Linked DNA regions of Arachis hypogaea: region 1 is linked to region 2. Evidence: chromatin contacts called from public Hi-C data. All regions are on one chromosome and are shown on one strand. The core of a region is the stretch at or near the end of the contact, and the rest is flanking DNA. Distances in the headings are between cores, read along the strand shown. Region 1 holds the start of LOC112721134 (UDP-glycosyltransferase 84B2). Region 2 holds the start of LOC112720537 (protein MRG1).

Region 1 (4,103 bases), core at 905-3,404, 160 kb after region 2:
CTAAAAAAGCAACATGATTAGATTACACACGTTTGTAATCCATAATAAAAAAAAGTTGCCCGTATTTTATACTTTTTGTCAAAAAGAAAATATTTTTGATATAACAACTCTCATAATAACATTTAAAACATGATAGAAATAACAAAAATATTTTATTTTTATAAGTGATAAATGACTTTTGTATTTAAAAAATTAAGTGCCTTTGATTTTGAAATAATATTTGGATAATTATTTAAAAATTGAATACGTAAAAAAATAATGAAAATTTGATTTCTAAATTTTATATATTTTAAAAATATTTTTTGATATTGTAAAAAATAATCATAAAAAATATCTATGTGATGTAAAATAACCAAATTTTAAGAGTAAAATTATGTTATTTTTCTAATTATGCTATAAAAATTGTATAAAATATTTTAAGAGTACTTTTTCTGTTAACAAATTTAAGGGAACTTTTGCTAGTAATTTGATCATTTTGAGAGCATTTGTGATAGTTTACCAAAGTTTTTATGAAAGAATAATTCCAATATTTTAATTTGTAATAGTGCAAATTTTATTTCTTATTTGTATTTTATTACTTATTTGTATTATCACTAGTCTTAAATTTTGAATCTTACACTTAATATAAATAAGTGAAATGTTTAGATAATTAGCCAACACTTTCCAACATTACAACGAACGATTGAACTAATACAAACAAAAACAACTAGGATCGATCGAGATAGCATGATTTTATTTAGAAACGCAATATCATCAAAGGGAACAATGTCTCAAAACCATAACTTAATCCAATAATAATTGTAGTTTTTTATTTAGTAATTTCACTGATAAATTGTGTAATGTATTTATCAGCACTGCCACCTTGTTGTGCCGCTTTTTTTGCTAGTTCCTTCACCTCTAGTGCCCTCTTTTTAATCTCTTTAGCGTTGGGTCCATGTGTGACTTCCCAAATGCACCTTTCAAACTCTGGAGTGCTAGTAACACCATCTTCACCACACTTGACTCTGACCCCATTTCCAAATACATTAGTTATAAGCATGGCATCTGTAGGATGGTCAGAATAAAATGGAAAACCAACAACTGGCACCCCAGCAAGGATAGTCTCTATCATGGAATTAAACCCACAATGACTCACAAAACATGCAATAGAAGGGTGCATCAAAACCCTATCTTGCTGGCACCATTTCACCACCAAACCCCTCTCTTTGGTATCTTGTAGAAACTCAGGCAGCACTTCTTCGGCATCACCTTCGTTATTGAATGGGTTAAGCACCCATAAGAATGGCTTGTTGCTGTTCTTTAAAGCCATGGCTAAGTTATGTATCTGCTTTTTGGACAACACAACCAAGGTTCCAAATGACACATATATAACAGAGGAAGGTGGCTTATTATCTAGCCACTCTATGCAAGAGTCTTTAGCAGCATTATCAGTTTCCTTTTCTCCCAATAAAATTGGAGAAACAAGTGGTCCAATTGGGTAAATAGGGGTTAGCGAAGCCATGGACTTTACTATCTCTTCCTCAATCTCATAAATAGAGATCCCCATGACCCATTTCACCTTGTCAATTGATTTGAATAAATCAATGAAAACTTTTCTCAAGGTTTCAGGGGTAGAAGGAAGAATAAAAGAATGAACATCTCTGACCTGAAATGTTGGAAATCCTGGTAAGTGCATGTTTTCATTCAGGTCCTCCATGTTGGGGAATTCATCAATGCCCTTGAAGTAGCGATAGCAAATGGAGTAAACGGCAGAAGCTTGGATCCAAAGTAGTGCACAAGGAATACCATGCTCAACGGCAATATTTATAGCCCAATGGAAGATTGGGCCAATAATCATACAAGAGTAGTCCTCAACTTTTTTAAGATCAGAGATGAGACTTGATAGATTCTTGGAGCCTTCTGTTTCAAGAGAATTTATTACTTCTTCTGGATTACTACGATTGTTATCAAGGCTAAGCCCATCGGAAAAGAACTCAAAGCTAATGTTTGAGCTTTGTGAACTTGGATTGTTTCTTAGTATGCTATGGCGTGCTGCTTCTGTGGTTACAATGGTAACATGATGAACACCCTTCGAAATAAGGCGCTTAGCAACGTTTGAAACAACCCTGATATGACTTGGTAAACCCAATGAAATCACAATAACATTCACTCCCATGTTTTCTGTTGCCAATTTCTTTGTAACTTCAAACGTATATTTAAAGGGTTCACACTTCACACAATGGAGTAATATATCAATAGATATTGTATATTTTGGGCTCAGAAATATGACTCATATATTAGTATAGTGCCGGTATAAATAGTTGAATATGTGATATTCTTATGATTATTTGATATGGACATATTTTAATTGTATTTAATGTGGTATTCGAAATTTATTCATATAACTTAATTAAATTAAAATTGTATATAAATTAACTTTGAATATCATGTTAATTATAATTAAAAAATATCCATATTAATTGGCTATCACAATATTAATAGTGCCATTTAACTATTTACATCTACTAATAATTATTATACAAAAATTTTCCTAAAAGAATTAATAAAAGACAATTTTAAAAATGAAAACTTAGTTTATTATTTTAAATATTTAAAAAATATATTGGTTCATTCATTCCATTTTTTATGACGTGGGCAACTGTTATCATGAGATCACATCATTTTGGTCAAACTACAAGAGACAAATTTACTTAATGCACCAAAATAATAACTTTTTTTTCTTTATAGTATTTATCATATTAGAGAAATATTTTTACATTCAATGTATCTGCTTGTTATATATTTGAATATTCTATCTATATGTTTGGCTGAAATTGATTGTCATTTATCTAGTATCTATTATTGAAATCAGATTTTTTTAATTAATAACTAATTAATTATATTAATTTGTATAATTTTTTTATCTTATATATTTTGATTAATAATTTTTAAAAATATTATAATTAATTATTTATTTAATTTGGTTAAAATAAATATCAAATTATTTAATATTTTATTTAAATATATTAACTATAACTAATTAATTATATTAATTATTTGATTTGACTAGAATAAATGAATTAATTTTGCTTTTATTTGCATTAATTTTTTTTGTCTTATGTATTTTGACTTTTGAATAATAATTTTTAAAAATATTATAACTTTTACATGGCATATTTATAAGATATTATTTATTTATTTAATCATTTTATTGATACAAATAATTATAATTAATTTATTATATCAATTATTTAATTTAATTAATCCAAACATATGTTATTTGATTTAATTTATTGTCATGTTAATGTTTGATTTATTATTTACAAAAGATCTCTCTTTATTTTTTATTTGATCTTAAATATTTTGATTTTAAATTTTTATTCATTGTTTATATTTATTTTTTAATTTTAATATCAACTCTAATATTTCTATTAAAATTTTCTTGTAATTTATTGTCTAAATGTCTAATATCAATTATATAGATGTAAATATTTCTTCAATTTATTAAAAAAATAATTGTATTCTTTTTTATTTTACTTATTTTATATTTTATATTTTATAATTTATTCACAGTAAAAAGTCATACATATTTAACTTTTTTTAATTTTTATAACAAAAATTACTAGGATTTTTTTATTTAAAATTTTTTAATATATATATATATATCCCGTAGAGGGCACAAATACATATACTAGTAATATTAGCTTCCTAGCATTTTTTCATTAGATAATGCCATTTTGTTAAATAGTTTACAAAAGATGTTTTATAAATACCAAAAACCAATAATTAAATATTTAAATGTATTTATACATATTATTTTACGTAATTTTAACAAAATAATAAAATATTTTACAGCAGAATATATAATCAAATGTTTTAAAGTAAAATAATCAAATATTTTTATAATACTATACTTAAAATTTTTTTAAACATAAAAAATTAGGCACTATTGTATTTTTATATTTTTGTTTGTATTTTAATTATAAATATAAATCTACTTTAATTATATTTTATATTATTTACTTTATTGATTTTATTATTATAAAATTTTGTTATGTTGCTTATGAATTTAATTATAAATGTAATTATGGGTTATTCCATCCAATATGTATTCTTATGGGTTT
Region 2 (3,927 bases), core at 1,159-3,658:
CATTTTCTTCTCCTTAGTCCTTAATAAAATTTCTTTTTCAATAAATATGAAAAAGGAATTCAAGAGTCAAGACAATACCTAGCCTGCCTTCTCTTGCAATCCAAACTACCAAAAAATACAAACAAAAGGGAAAATAAATGCCTTAAGGTGCCCAGTACACCTTTGTAGCTTATGTGTTAGATGCAATAAAGGAGCCTTAAATGAAATGATATTCAAAAAATGAACACATAATTCCATATTTTCAGAATATGGGGATGTCAGACCTACTTGCTAAAAGAGATTCATCACAAAGGCAAACAAAAGCTCCAGGAAACTGTCACAATAAATCAATGCCATTTCAAAGAGACAATTACTTACCCATAGAACTTTTGGCCTTTGCTTGATTTGAACGACCAGACTTAACATTCTTGTCTATGCTTTGTTTTTTGTCTAGAGCTTGCTGTTTCTGGACATTCTCTTCAGTGTGTTTCATCAAACGATCCTCACCTACCCATTCGTCCCAACTGTTGGAAATATATTGAGAGCGTCATAATAATGAGTATGTTAACTTCTTAAAAGCCATAATTCTCATTTTTAGCAAGCATTTATGGGGAAACAAGCAACAATCAAGAAAGCTGTGTTTAACACCTATAGATCAATCATTACAAAGGCCCTACATATAGATTGTCAAATAACTTTTATTAACTAACAAGTACCTTATACACCACTTTCATTTAGACTTAAGCCAACTTTGAAAAATTGGCAAATGTCAACTAATGCTTCTTACTTAATACAACATCAGAGCCTTAGCAGGAGTCAGCTAGCACTTCTTAATAATTTGTTACTAGTTTATCATATTAGAAAAACATGAACAAAGATAATGATTTAAAACACATTGTGTACTGAAACTTTGGAGCATCATCATTGATGCCACTTGTACCTCTATTTTTTTAACTCTGAACTTAAAATGAAACAAAAGAAAGATAGGATACTCACTTTTTATTCCATCCCTGCAAAATAGAAAACAGTAATGCAACCAAAAGTCAATAGCAAATCAAGGTATCACTTTAAACTTTCACATTTTAAGTTATTTAAGATTTCAAATTTGCCAAGTTAAACAACATCTTTAAAAAGCAAAGCTATTCATACTCATGAAGTGAAGTAATTCATACGAAAATGACGAGTACTGAAACCAAGATGTAACAGAACTTACAAGGTAGTGAACAAAGTATCTCCATTCCTTCTTTCGGATCTCAGTCTTTTGCACCTGATGGTCAAACATGCACTAAATTATGTCAAAATGACCAAAATCTTTGCATTAAGTGCATGCATGTAGAGTGTAGAAAGACAAGACATCAACTCAAAGAAACCCTAAATTAACTCACAATTCAGCATCTTAATGCAATGTCGTATTCTCTAGTCTCAAATGAAAAAGAGAAGTGAGAATACTTATCCGTTACCAGCAGCAAACATTTACAATTAAACATTAAAAAAATACTTACTAAAACATTATTACTACTATACAATTATGATGGTGATAAAATCGCCACTAGAACTTCATAAATTATAAATGCAAAACCGCCAAGACCTTAGAAGAAGCTTTATCCTTCAAGAGAAAAAAAAAGTGTAATTCACAATTCAGTGAAGGCAATGAGAATGGACCATTTTACAGACACAACAAACAAATCCCCAACGGTGAAAAAAGCCTTGTGCGGAAATATAAGCAGTGAGCGACAACAAAGTCCTGTTTCTTTCTTTTTTTTTTTTTTTTAATTTAACAGTCACGGGAATGAGCAAATTCCAAAAACCAGAAAAACGACAAAAGGAAAAGAAAACGGAAATCGAGAAAAACGACAGCGTATTTGAAATTGGAAATTCACCAATAAAATAAAATAAAATAAAAGAGGATGAAATGAAAAGTTTGAAGTGCCTTGGCTTCGTAGATTCGAGGGCCATGGTAGGCGAGGACTCTCTCGCCCTCGGAGTAAAGGCTGGAATTTGCGGGCTGAACGTCGCCGGCGGAGGCGTCGCCGGAGGTGGCGGAATCGTCCTTGGACGAATTTCCCATCGTCGGAGTGCGGAGAGAGAAGGGCAAGTAACTGGGCGGGAAGAGACGCACTATTACAGAACAAAACCACTCGCTCGACCAATTGATTAATAAGGCAGTTTTAGTCTTGGTTGAAGGGTTTTTTTGTTTTCCTTTTTTTTCACTTCATTTTCTTTTTGCCTTTGTCTTCACTTTGGTTTGGATCACTTGTTCCTAGCTAGCAAGTAGCAACGCTAGTGAAACATTATTTCGTAATCGTAGAATTCGTAGGGATGCATGTGGTTATTTTTCAAAAGGACCTAAACACCAAATTTGTTCCCGTCGGCTTTATAACTTTTATTTCTGATAAATTTGTTTTTCTAACGAAATGAAATTGATAGTTTAATCATTAAATTTGAGTAAACTATTATTTTTATCTATAAAAAATTTAAATGCTGATAGATTTATCTATAAAATAATAGAAATTATATTCATAAAAAATAGATTTTATACGATAAAATTATTTAAATTCTAAAAATTATTTAAAAATTTTAAATTATCCTTCTTCTAATATTAATTTTTCCCATCCCTTATTCCCAATCTCTATTCCCATTGCAAATATGGTAAGCAAAACAATTAATTCCTAATATCATAGAAGATTGAAGGAAGTCGTATTGGGAGTGACCGTTGCTATTGCCATCGAGCAAGGAAAGAAGAGTGAGAGAAGCCTGAAACCGAGAAAGTGAGAGAGAACGACAAAATGCAACGAGAGAAAAGAAAGGGTATGTTGTCGCCGCCGAAGCTTTCCTCGGAGTCGCTGCTATTAGAGCTGCCACCGGAGGAGGATTTTGTCGTTGCCGTCGTAGTTGGAGGCACAGAGAACGAAGAGAGAGAGAGAGAGCTCAGGTTAGCTAGAGTGATAGATGGAGGAGGAATTGTTCCGCCACCACTGTACCTGCTGTTACTATCGACGAAGCTTATCGCTAGAGGCACTGTCCTTGCTAATGGCTCTAACCTTGACGGCCACAACATCACTATCAACGAGCGTCAGTACCATGGCGATTGCGGAAGTGATGGCCATGGCTTTAAAAGTGGAAGAGGTCGTAGATATGGTGGTGGTGGATTTGGTTATGGTTTTATGGTGTTGCTATGGTTCTATCTAATTTTTAACCTCTAAATCTGGTTGTTTGTTGGGAGGATGGTGGTGGTAAGGAGAAGGAGGCGACAGCAGTGATGGTTGTGATGACAGTAACACTGACGATTGTTGTAGATGTGGATGAGAGTTAGAGAAAAAGAATTTTAGTGGTGATAAATCCATAAAGGGAGTTAAAGATTAGAATGTGATAGATTAGGCTAAAAAAAAGTAATTTAGAATTATTTTTTAGGATTTTGAATAGTTTTGTTATACAAAACCCATATTTTATTGATACAATTTCAATTTTGTTGTTTCATAGGTATACTCAATTTAAAAACTAGCTCTTTTGATTAAGATATTTGATATATAATGACTACTATTAGGTTTCAGTTAGATTATGATATTAGATTTTAATTATGGTTTATGTATTGAAGTTTATATTGATTCTAGCTATCATTAAGCTATTTATATTTATGTTTTTAGGTTAAATCATTATTACTGCATCATTAATTTTGTTATAATCACAATTAAAAGAGGGTTATAAATAAGAACATTTAATATCATTTAATTCTACAATTGTCAATGTTAAAATCGAATAAGATTACATATATTAAAATAAACTCTCATCTAAATCCACTAACAACACCTACTCAATCTTCAACTGAGGCAAAAAAAAAAAAAAAAAAAAAAACCAAGAACATTCATGTCTAAACCTAGAAAGCCTCAACTACATCCTAAAAACTAAGAACCATGATTTGTAAAACTCAAGAAAAATCCCACCGATAGT

The links. Hi-C and Micro-C count contacts between places; a contact is called where the count stands out from the background.
Region 1: a Hi-C map of leaf shows a contact between it and region 2, with 2.7 times the contacts expected there. The contact joins the promoter of LOC112721134 here to the promoter of LOC112720537 in region 2. A contact is called at or near these places in 2 of 8 Hi-C or Micro-C datasets (both in leaf).

Annotation. Positions count from the first base shown.
Region 1 is chr11:22,356,273-22,360,375 of arahy.Tifrunner.gnm2.J5K5, forward strand. LOC112721134 (UDP-glycosyltransferase 84B2) reads right to left here and starts at 2,155. Exons shown (of 1, transcript XM_025772204.1): 1 at 809-2,155. The coding sequence starts at 2,155. The coding sequence ends at 809.
Region 2 is chr11:22,192,233-22,196,159 of arahy.Tifrunner.gnm2.J5K5, forward strand. It overlaps LOC112720537 (protein MRG1), which reads right to left and starts at 2,409. Exons shown (of 10, transcript XM_072206590.1): 1 at 1,910-2,409; 2 at 1,193-1,246; 3 at 358-503. The coding sequence starts at 1,935.